Regions from separate parts of the Mus musculus genome. Here region 1 is linked to region 2. A link is a contact called in public HiChIP or PLAC-seq data. All regions are on one chromosome and are shown on one strand. The core of a region is the stretch at or near the end of the contact, and the rest is flanking DNA. Distances in the headings are between cores, read along the strand shown. Region 1 holds the start of Tmem62 (transmembrane protein 62). Region 2 overlaps Ganc (glucosidase, alpha; neutral C).

Region 1 (5,316 bases), core at 2,686-5,185, 530 kb before region 2:
ATCTCGGTGAGTTCCAGGCCATTTCAGCACAAACTATATAGTGAGACTCTATTTAAAAAAAAAAAAAGAGCAGAAGAGAGCCAGGCATGGTGGCTGATGACTATATTCTTAGTGCATGTGAGGCTGAGGCTAGAAGGAGAATTAGACAATTCAGACCAACCTGAAAGCAAATTCCAAAAAGTATCAAAGCAGAGAAAAATATTTTTTAAAAGGACTGATTGTAATATACACACACACATACACCACACACACACACACACACACACACACACACACACACACACACACACACACACCATACCAAACCATACACATACATACATACACACACCACACACTCATTTTCTAAATTATCCAAAGCTCTTTCTACAGAAATTTCATCTGTTAGAAGTGAGTTTATCCATTTATTGAATGGACTGTCCCCTTCTTTTGATAGACTCTTTTGATCTCGTAGTCTGTCTTGTGGTCATTTAGATACCTGTAATAATTGGCGATGCTCTCCAGACTTGGGATGTTATATGCATCTAAAAGAAGAAAAGCAAACATGTATCACTTTCTATAACACATTAAATGGCAAGGTGTCAACCAACTGCACACTTTAAAAGCAGTAACTTTACTGACTGAGCATACCGGAGAATAGTAGGCACATTGTAATTTTGTTCAGAAGAAATCAGTTTGAAAGTTCTAAGAGTAGACTGTTGTTTCTGCTTGCCTGAAACTTTCTAGGTGGCTCATGTTGGCCTCAAACTTGTTTATCCTGCCTTGACCTCCCTTGAGCTGGGAGGATAGGCATGTGTTACCATACCTGTCTTGTTGCTGCTGTTTTAATCATGGGATTATAGAGTCAGAAAGAAACAAATCTATACAACCGTAACAAGTGCTTCTACACAGAGTCTCTAGTCAGGCTGGCCTGGAACTCCCTCTGCCAGAGAGAATGACCTTGAATCTGTTTGTGGTACTCTTGCCTCTACCTCAGGAATGCTGCCACATCCAGTATGCAGTTTTAGGGACCAAGCCAAATGACTCATGCATACTAGGCAAGCACTCTACCAACTAAGCTATAATCTCAGTACTATGGCCTTTGACAAATACACAGTTATATATTTAAGACCACAATCAAAATAGCAGTTCAATCATATCCCAAATCTTTAAAGTCAGTTTCTCCTTCTATTTCTACCTCTGGCAACCACAACCTGTCTTTCTGCCTATAGTTTTTATCTTTTCTTGAATGTCATATAAATGGAATCATACAACAGGAAAATGTAGATGGAGTTTCTTTTTTTTTTAACACATATAGGGGTGTTTCTATTTTATTTATTTATTTTACCCATTTTAAACATTTTCCCACAAGAATTTCTGAAGAACACTTTCTCCCATGTAAAGAAGAAAACACTATATCAACTTTCACTGGAAAGGCCAACAATGACATCTCCATCTCAATGTTCTTTGTTTTTTGTTTTTTTTTTTTTTTTGTTTTGTTTTGTTTTTTGAGACAGGGGCTTTGCTATGCAGCCTAGCTGACCTGGAACTAGTCTGGCCCCAAACTCACAGAGCTCTACCTGTCTCTGATGTCTTAATATCGTATTTTATAGCTGCACATAAGAGATTTGGCCTTCACTATGTCCAAATTTATGTTACAATTTTCCATTTTATAACTCTATAATCTAAACTAGAAAAATCTATATTTTTGAAGGAAGCTATATTCTATTCTGCTCTTGGCAGATTTACCATGATTTCCTTTGATATCCAGCCACTTGGTTTTTTCCATGACTCTTGTCTTTTTCAGAATTCTCTGGTAAGTTTGCCATTCTACTTCATGTTGTCTGGATCCCAAGTGTTCCTTTGTTTTGGCATCTGTCAGGTCTCCTGTGGGTTTACACAGAATGGACTTGAAATGTAAAATAAACTCCAGGGGACTCAAACAAGCATGTTCAACACAAATTTGTAAACTATTCAGCACGAATACAAAAATCAATTGAGTCCACATATGTCCAAAGCAAACCATTTAAGCCATTTAAACTAACAAGATTATCTCAGCAAGGGTATTGTTATTATAGGTTAACAAGTGTTTGTGTAGTCTATAGCGATATTAGGAGTGAGTTGTGGGGGGAGGGGAATGACTTAAAGAGCCCACTACAATGGCCTAGAGAGATGGCTGCTCTTCCTGAGGTCCTGAGTTCAATTCCCTATAACCACATAATGACTCACAACAATTTATAATGAGATCTAGTGCCCTCTTCTGGCATGCAGGCAGAACATGATATACATAATAAGGAGAGAGAGAGAGAGAGAGAGAGAGAGAGAGAGAGAGAGAGAGAGAGAGAGAGAGAGAGAGAGAGAGAGAGAGAGAGAGAGAGAGAGAGAGAGAGAGAGGGAGAGAGGGAGAGGGAGAGAGAGAAAAGAGACACAGTACAAAATTCAATGAAACTCCTTTGTGTGATGTTGCAACATTGTAGCAAGTGCCTATTACCTATTGCAACAGTTGTTTTCCAACCCCTAAACCAGGATTTATGCTGTGACCAAGCATTATTTCAGAGCAAAAAACAATCTAGTTTGACCAATGAAATGCTAAAGTTTCTAGGAAGTAAACAGAACACCTGAAGCAGGGACTTATTCATTATCTGAGGACAGATACTTCATCTTAGTAAGAGACATGTTTCAGAAGGGTGAGTGACAGCCGAGCCACCCAAAAAACAGAACACAGAACACAACTCTTTGGAGCTTTTCCTACCCAACCTTTGGGCTCACACGTGCACAGGTTTGAAGAGTCCTCAAACAACTGAAAACATAACCTCCTTGTACAGAAAAATATAAGTCAGCAAAGGAGAGCTTTTGATTCCCGGTTATAGGGCACCCCCTAATATTCAAATTCATCAGGACATCATCACCATCAATACACGCGCACGTGCGCACACACCCACACATAAACACACACACACACAACACAAATATGGCAGACAACATCTGGTCGTAAGCATCACAAGCCTTATTCCTACTGAGAAAAACCTTGAGATGGCAAAGCATTTAGCCTGGATCCTGACTCCATTATCCACCACTTCAAAGGGCTCACTGACGGTCTAGGGCCAGAGTTGCCAACACCCTCAAGCGAATAGCTGCTGCCCATTCTACCATCAGGACCATAGAACACCACCACCGCACCGCACACAGCACAGGAATCCTTCCTACCAGTGGCCAGGACAAGAGCCGGTTGAATGATGTCAATAGTTTCCGAACAGAACTTCTCTAAGGCCAGCGCTCTGCCTGGATCTTGAAATCTGCTCAGGTGAATGTCGGATATCTGTCAAAAGCAGGCATTGGACAGACACGTTATCTGAGTCAGGAAGAGCCGCACCGACACGGGTGGCCCGTCAGCTCTCGGGGAGCGGAAGGGAAAGAAAAAGATGCCCTAACGAACCCCGGGGAAGGAGAGCCGAGCCTCCCGGCGGACTGCGACCGAGGCCCCCTGCTGGGCGAGCCCGCCCCGCGCTGTGCCCTCCCCTGGCCTCCCGCCACTTCACCTGCAGCCCCCAGAAGATGTTGTTGGCTTCCGAGCCCGGGGCGGGGTGCGGCCTCTGGGAGCCTCTGGGCTTCGGCAGCGGCGTAGTCGGCCCAGCCAGGCCGTAGTGCTCCAACAGCAGGGCGGCCACCGCGGCCGCCGCCAGCCCTGCCACCACCCGGACCGCCAGCATTCTCGCCATCTCGGCGCAGCCCCGGAGCGCTCCGGCCCGCACTTCCGGCCTCTGTGGCCTCCCGCCGCCTCCGCAACTCGCCTCAGCCCAGGCCTCCGCGCCGCGGCAGCCCGGTTGCCCGGCGTTTGACAACCTAGTGAGGACCAGGAAGAGCCAAGCGAGGGGGTGGCAGGGAGGCAGCTCGCCACCTGGCTCCACCAGGGTCTGGCATCCCTGACCGTGGTGCGACCTCAGCACCTGTAAAGCGAAGTTAATGACACCTTGCGTGCGTGCGGGGTGCTTGTGAGAATCAAAGTGAGTATCAGGACGCCTCTTAAAGTACAAATGCGACGGGCGGCTCACTCTGGCTCCTTCACGAATAACATAACCCCACAGGATTCCTTATCTTGTGGAAATTATCTTTTTCCTTAATCTGATTTTATATGTACTTGTTATGGTATTGTGGCACTGTAGTATACTTGTAAATTAACTTTTTCTATTGCCTGAAGCAGAATTAGAGTCTAGTCGTGGCCTTAATTTATCAAACCTACTTCTTTATTGTTGGCTTTCAACTCTTTAATATGTGTTGCTATTAAGAATAAACATTTTTATACAAATCGTGCTTTAAACAATATTTCCTTGGGATATATTGTCAGTGTTGTAATTTTTCAATCAGTTCAACATCTCTGGACTGTAATAAGCCATTGATGCAAACAGAAAACATAAGGGAGCATTTCCAGTGTGGTTCCCAGCACCTACATTAGAAGGCTTCTGACCACAAGCGCCAGGGAATACAACGCCCCCTTCTGTTCTCTATAGAGAATGCACTGGGTTGCATAAACCCACTTTCAGACACACATATAATTAGTACAAAAATAAAATATTTTTAGGTGGGTGTGATGGCACACACTTTTAATGCCAGCATTTGGGAAACAAACGCAGGAAGATTTCTGTGAGTTCGAGGCCAGCTTGGTCTACATAATGAGTTTCAGGACAGCTGGGACTATGTAGAGAGACCCTATCCCCCCAAAAAATTAATTACAATTTTTAAAAAGATTTACATGTTGATTTTATGTATGTGAGTACACAGTCACCCTCTTCAGACTCACCAGAAGAGGGCATCCGATCCCATTACAGATGGTTGTGAGCCACCATGTGGTTATGGGAATTGAACTCAGGATCTCTGGAAGGGCAGTCAGGGCTCTTAACTGCTGAGCCATCTCTCCAGCCCCTACAAAATATTTTTTAGAATCTTTATTGTTATCATATGGGTATGAGTATCTTGCCTGCATGTATGTCTGTGTACCATGTGTGTGAATTGCCCATGGAGGACAGAAGAGGGCACTGAATCCCTTCGCACTGGAGTTGCAGACTGTTGTGAAGGACTATGTAAGTGCTGAGAGCGGAATCTCAATCCTCTGTAAGAGCCACAAGTACTCTTAACCACTGAGGCACTTCTTCAGCCCTTAAAAATAAAATGTTAAAAAAATTTAACTGTAAAAGGAAAATAAAGATACTAGAAACAATTCACAATACAAACCTTTAAAATAAGCCAAGCTTAGTGGCTCAAGCCTTTAATTCAGCACATGGAGACAGAGACAGGATGATCTCTGAGTTAGAGGCCAGTCAAGGCTACATAATGAGATTC
Region 2 (5,203 bases), core at 116-2,615:
CAGCTATGTGTAATGTTTCTGGTGTGAAGTAAATGTTGACAAAAAAAAATCACACTTTATTATAATGATAATTTGGTGCCACTTCTTGCAGCCAGTGACTTTCATGTATCATTTAATTATTATTTATTTAGATGAAAGGAACCGATTTTCCTTGCTTTCAAGCAGTTAACACTCTTGGGGAGGGTGAGAAATTGTCAAAATTTTAAATAGATGTTGCTTTATATGACCCATCCAGGAGGCATTGAGGTTCAGAGAAACAACAAAACCTTCGCTATCTGGGACTAGATAGTGACTTAGTGTTTCTATCCATCCTTTAATTTTATGAGGATGGTTTTATTTAAGTATGTGTGTACCCTTTGGGTACAAGTGCTTGCAGAGGCCAGAAGAGGGCACTGGAACCCTTGGAGCTGGAGTTCCAGCTGATTGTGAGCTACCAGACATGGGTGCTGGGAGCCAAAGTTAAGTCCTTTCCAAGAACACTCCAAGAGAGATTTTAACTGCTGAGCCATCTCTCTAGCACCAAGAAATTGATTTTTTTAATTTAATTAACTAACTAATTAATTAATTAATTAATTAATTTATTTATTTTTGGTTTTTCAAGACAGGGTTTCTCTGTATAGCCCTGGCTGTCCTGGAGCTCACTCTATAGACCAGGCTGGCCTCGAACTCAGAAATCCGCCTGCCTCTGCCTCCCGAGTGCTGGGATTAAAGACATGCGCCACCACGCCCGGCTTGAAATTTATTTTTTTTAATTTTAATTTTTTTTTAGACTTTTAAAATTATTTTATGTGTATGAGTGTTTTGCATGCAGGTATGTATGTGCACACATGCATGACTGGTACCTGTGGATGTCAGAAGAGGGCATTGGATCCCCCCCAGAACTGGAGTCAAATGTAGTTTGAGGCACCATGTGAGTGCTGGGAATTGAACTCAGGTTCTCAGAAAGAGCAACAAGTGCTTACCAGCTGAGCCAACTCTCCAGCCCAATAATTTTTAATAAATGAAACGTGTTATGTATTTACCAGCCTTTGCAACACTATATTCTGTTTCTACAGAACGGTAAGAAAGCAGGTGTCTCTAACCCTGGAGGATGACTAGAATTACCAGGAAACTCCTGGCCTCATGTAAGTTTAGGAACTGCCAACACATAATATTTCCATCTCTCAGGATAACGAGTACTTTAATCATGAGAAGTAGGAATCTAGTCAGAGGCAGCACCACAGGCAGCCCCACAACAGGAAATGAAGCTGACTGAAACCTGACTAAACACACAGCTTTTGTTCTCCTTTCCCAGGCCCTGGTCACTGAGGGGATCTATGGGTTGGCTGCTGGAGCTCCTGATAAGGGTGCCCTGTTACCTCATGACGGGCTGAGAAGACACGTGCGTGTGGTAGAACAGAGAATACAGATAGGGCAGGAGGGCGTAGCGCTGCCTGATGGCTTCCCGGATCAGCTGAGTGTATTCTTCCCCAAACAGCCAGGGTTCTCGTCGCTTGGTGTTCATGGTGGCATGGCCTCGGAAGAAGGGCTGGTAAGCTCCAGCCTGGTACCAACGCACAAGCAGCTCTGCCTCAGGATTGCCAATGAAGCCACCCACATCAGCTGGTTACACAGACAAAGACCAGATGAAGAAACCACACTCGTAACCAATAATGTGCTAAGGAAAAATAAGGCCTCGAAAAAAGAGAGGAGACACTATGTGCATACTAAACTCGACAGGCAAACCTATGGCCTCAAATAGGGGAGTCTGAGCCCTGAACACCAGCCAGTGATCTCGAAGAATGCTCTGTGATTTCTTCTTTCCTTCTTTCTTTTTTGTCAAAAGGTCACAGGCTTTTCAGTAAGAGCAGTTGTCCTATGTGTTCTGGATCTTCCATTACTCGGAAATTACAGCCTCCCTGGTTAGGAGTGTGTCTGTGCACTGAAGGAAAGGTGGCTGGTAATGTATTTCTTTTGAAAAGAAAAGCTAAAATATTATCAACCACAGAGCAGCAGTCAACAGCTTTGGGGGTTTAGGTAGAATTTTCTGCTCACCCCGTGGGCAGGACATGTATTTCTTGCCTGTGGACCAATGTTATGAAGACACGTATATCCAAAAAAGTGTTATTAATTTGTTTTTATTCTTGTAGAAGATAAAAAATCAATCAGACCTGCATCTAGAATATACTGGAGGCAGTATATTCTGAGCACCTTCATGTTGGTAACATTTATTGGCATTGGATTCTCAGGATGAGGGATGGCAAGCCACCAGACATGTATTTTAACTACATCTTTTCTAAGAACACATCTTTTGTGTGTGTATATGTGTGTGTGTGTGTGTGTGTGTGTGTGTGTGTGTGTGTGTGTGTTCATGTGTGAGGAGGCACATGGAGGCCACAACCTGACTTCAGTGTCTTCCTCAGTCACTCTTTTATTATCTTTTGAGACAAGTTGTCTCATTGAACCTGAAGTGTATTGATTGTCTAGACTGGCTTGTTAGCAAGCAACAGGAATCCTCCTGTCTTGGCCTCCCCAGCTCTGGGATCACAGGCATGTGCCATTGCATCTGGCTCTTTTACAGGAGTGCTGGGGTTCAGAACTGAGGTCCTCATGTTTGTGTAGCAAGCACTTTACTGACTGAGCCATCTCCATAGTCTGTCTGGTTTAGACAGAGTCTAGCCAGACCTCAGAGGATCTAGTAGCTCAAGAAAACCTTGAAACCTTTGATCTTTCTATTTCCACATCCCGGTCTGGATCATAGGTATGTGCAATCATGCATGTTTTTATGTGGGGCTGGGGATCAAACTGAGGGCTTCTTGTGAGCTAGGTAAGCCTTGGAGCAACTGAGCACATCTTTTTTTTTTTTTAAATTAGATCTTTTCTTTATAATCATTTCAAATGCTATCCCGAAAGTTCCCTATACCCTCCCTCCACCCTGCTCCCCTACCCACCCACTCCCGCTTCTTGGCCCTGGCATTCCCCTGTATTGGGACATATAAAGTTTGCAATACCAAGGGGCCTCTCTTCCCAGTGATGGCTGACTAGGCCATCTGAGCACATCTTAAAGAAGAAAAAGTTAAATCATGCTACAGAATCTTACATCTACTGAGCACAAAATATCTGTAAGGCTGATTCTCTTATTCCCTTGGCTACCCTGCTGCCTGTCACACCCCAGGCCTTGAGCATGCTAGGCTAGCACTCTACTGAGCTAGGTTGGCTTTGGTTTGCCAAGTTGGCTGCAGTGCTCTCATGTTTCTGGAACACTCAGTTACTGTGTCTCTGGAGGCAGTGCTGAGGGGACGAAACATCCTCCACCTGACTTTATGCCCTCAGCTCAGACAAGATATGTGTAAGATTTAAACAAACAAACAAACAAACAAACAAACAAACAAACAACCCAAGCAAACAGAATCTTGCTATGTAGACCCAGCTGTCCTGCAGCTTGCTATGTAGACCAGGATGGCCCCAAATTTGTAGAGATGCTCTTATCTCTGCCTTTAGAAGGCTGGATTAAAGGTGTGCACCACCACACCAGACTGTGCAGTAGGTTTTAAAATGGCACTTCTGCTCTCCTCCCATTTTCTTCCCTGCATTCATCCTTGCCCCAACAGGCTAGTGAGCATTGAGGACCCCCACCTCTCACTCCCTCCTGCTCGGCGCCTCAGGACAGCAGCCAGCTTACCTCCACAGAAGGAGATTCCCGAGACACTGAGAGTGAGTAACATCGGGATGGAGATTTTCAGATAGCTCCATTCCGCTTTGTTGTCTCCTGTCCACACTGCACCTAGATCACCCATAATGAGGCATTTAAATACATACAAGTCTTCCAGTGCATTCTATTTCATCTAGACTCCATATTTGTAAAATACAAAAATAACAAAAGGGGAGACAGATTTCTCGCCTTAAACAAATTCTGACATTTCTGCAAAAGGTATCAATTTTCTAATGTGAAAAAGATATTAAGATCCATAAAACACTGGGTAGTGGTGGCGCATGCCTTTAATCACAGCACTCAGGGAGTAGAGGCAGGCAGATCTCTGTGATTTTGATGCCAGCCTGGTCTACAGAGCAATATCCAGGACAGCCAAGGCTATAGAGAGAAACCCTGTCTCAACACAAAAACAAATAAAAAATCCCCAAACCCCAAAACTATCTTAGGGTTTCCTCTGCTGTGAAGAGACACCATGAGCAAGGTAACTCCTATAAGGAACAACATTTAATTGGATCTGGCTTACAGGTTCAGAGGTTCAGTTCATTATCACGAAGGCAGAAGCACAGCAGCATCCAAGCAGGCGTGGTGCAAGAGGAGCTGAGAGTTCTGCATCTTCATCTGACTGTAGCAGGGGAAAGCTGACTCTCCTGCACTGGATAGAGCTTCAAAGCCCACCCCCACAATAACACACTTCCTCCAGCAAGGCCACACCTCCTAACAATACCACTCCCTATAGGCCAAGCACATCCAAATCATGGGTTTCTTGTCCCACTTGGTCATCATAACAACACTATTATTAGCTCTATGGACCAGGGAACTGTGGTAGACAATGGATCCACAACCTTCCCTGGTTATAGAGTTCCTGAATAGATTTGAGTCTAGAAGTCACACTGTTAAAGCCAAAGTTCCAGTTCACATTATAGTTGGTAAGAGCTTATGATGGTAGTTTCTATATCATTAAAGAGACAGTAAGGTGGATTTCTGAGTTTGAGGCCAGCCTGGTCCACAGAGTGAGTTCCAGACAGCCAGGGCTACAGAGAGGTTGAAGTCTTCCTGTACTTTACTGAAATCTACTTATTGATTTAAATGACTACATCCACATTTTTAACAATTGGGATAATGAATATCACTTAGGCATACTTTCTTTTTTTAACTTATATACATTGTTACAAACATATTCTCATGCATTAAAACTAGCACTTTAAGGAAGGAGTGAACTAACTACCACAGGTTGTCCTCTAACCTCTACATGTGGCATGTGTTACACCTTCCTAAAATAAATGAAAAAAAAAACATTTAGACTACAATATTAAACTGCCTCATCACAATTTGTCTCATGGATAACCACCCCACATTTTTGTAACCCTTCTTTTACTGTTATACGTGTAGCCTTTCCTTTTAGCCTCAAGGTATAATGCTATGATGAACACCTCCATTGAAACTATTCTATCCTTTGGCTGAAAAACATGGGCTGGTTTAGGGAGGTTGAGTGTGAGACCTGAAAATGTCTAA

What was found. HiChIP or PLAC-seq counts read pairs in DNA pulled down with a chosen protein or histone mark.
Region 1: an H3K4me3 HiChIP or PLAC-seq map of bone marrow-derived macrophages shows a contact between it and region 2, with 3 times the contacts expected there. The contact joins the promoter of Tmem62 here to the enhancer-like site in region 2. A contact is called at or near these places in 9 of 39 promoter capture datasets (the 3T3-L1 cell line, the C10 cell line, embryonic stem cells and 5 more) and 7 of 115 datasets of contacts at active chromatin or transcription factors (the NIH/3T3 cell line, bone marrow-derived macrophages, embryonic limb bud and 3 more).

The regions. Positions count from the first base shown.
Region 1 is chr2:120,975,681-120,980,996 of GRCm38.p6, reverse strand. Tmem62 (transmembrane protein 62) reads right to left here and starts at 3,935. Exons shown (of 14, transcript NM_175285.3): 1 at 3,519-3,935; 2 at 3,187-3,298; 3 at 1,729-1,866; 4 at 479-524. The coding sequence starts at 3,698.
Region 2 is chr2:120,442,698-120,447,900 of GRCm38.p6, reverse strand. Ganc (glucosidase, alpha; neutral C) reads right to left here. Exons shown (of 24, transcript NM_172672.2): 16 at 3,662-3,763; 17 at 1,359-1,602. Among named protein-coding and RNA genes, the nearest start is that of Capn3, 18 kb to the left of the region's middle. Within about 2 kb of position 1,365, at least 49 of the 459 cell types and tissues checked have an H3K27ac peak or open chromatin away from gene starts, as enhancers often do. A contact at or near this core is called in bone marrow-derived macrophages, where this site is marked.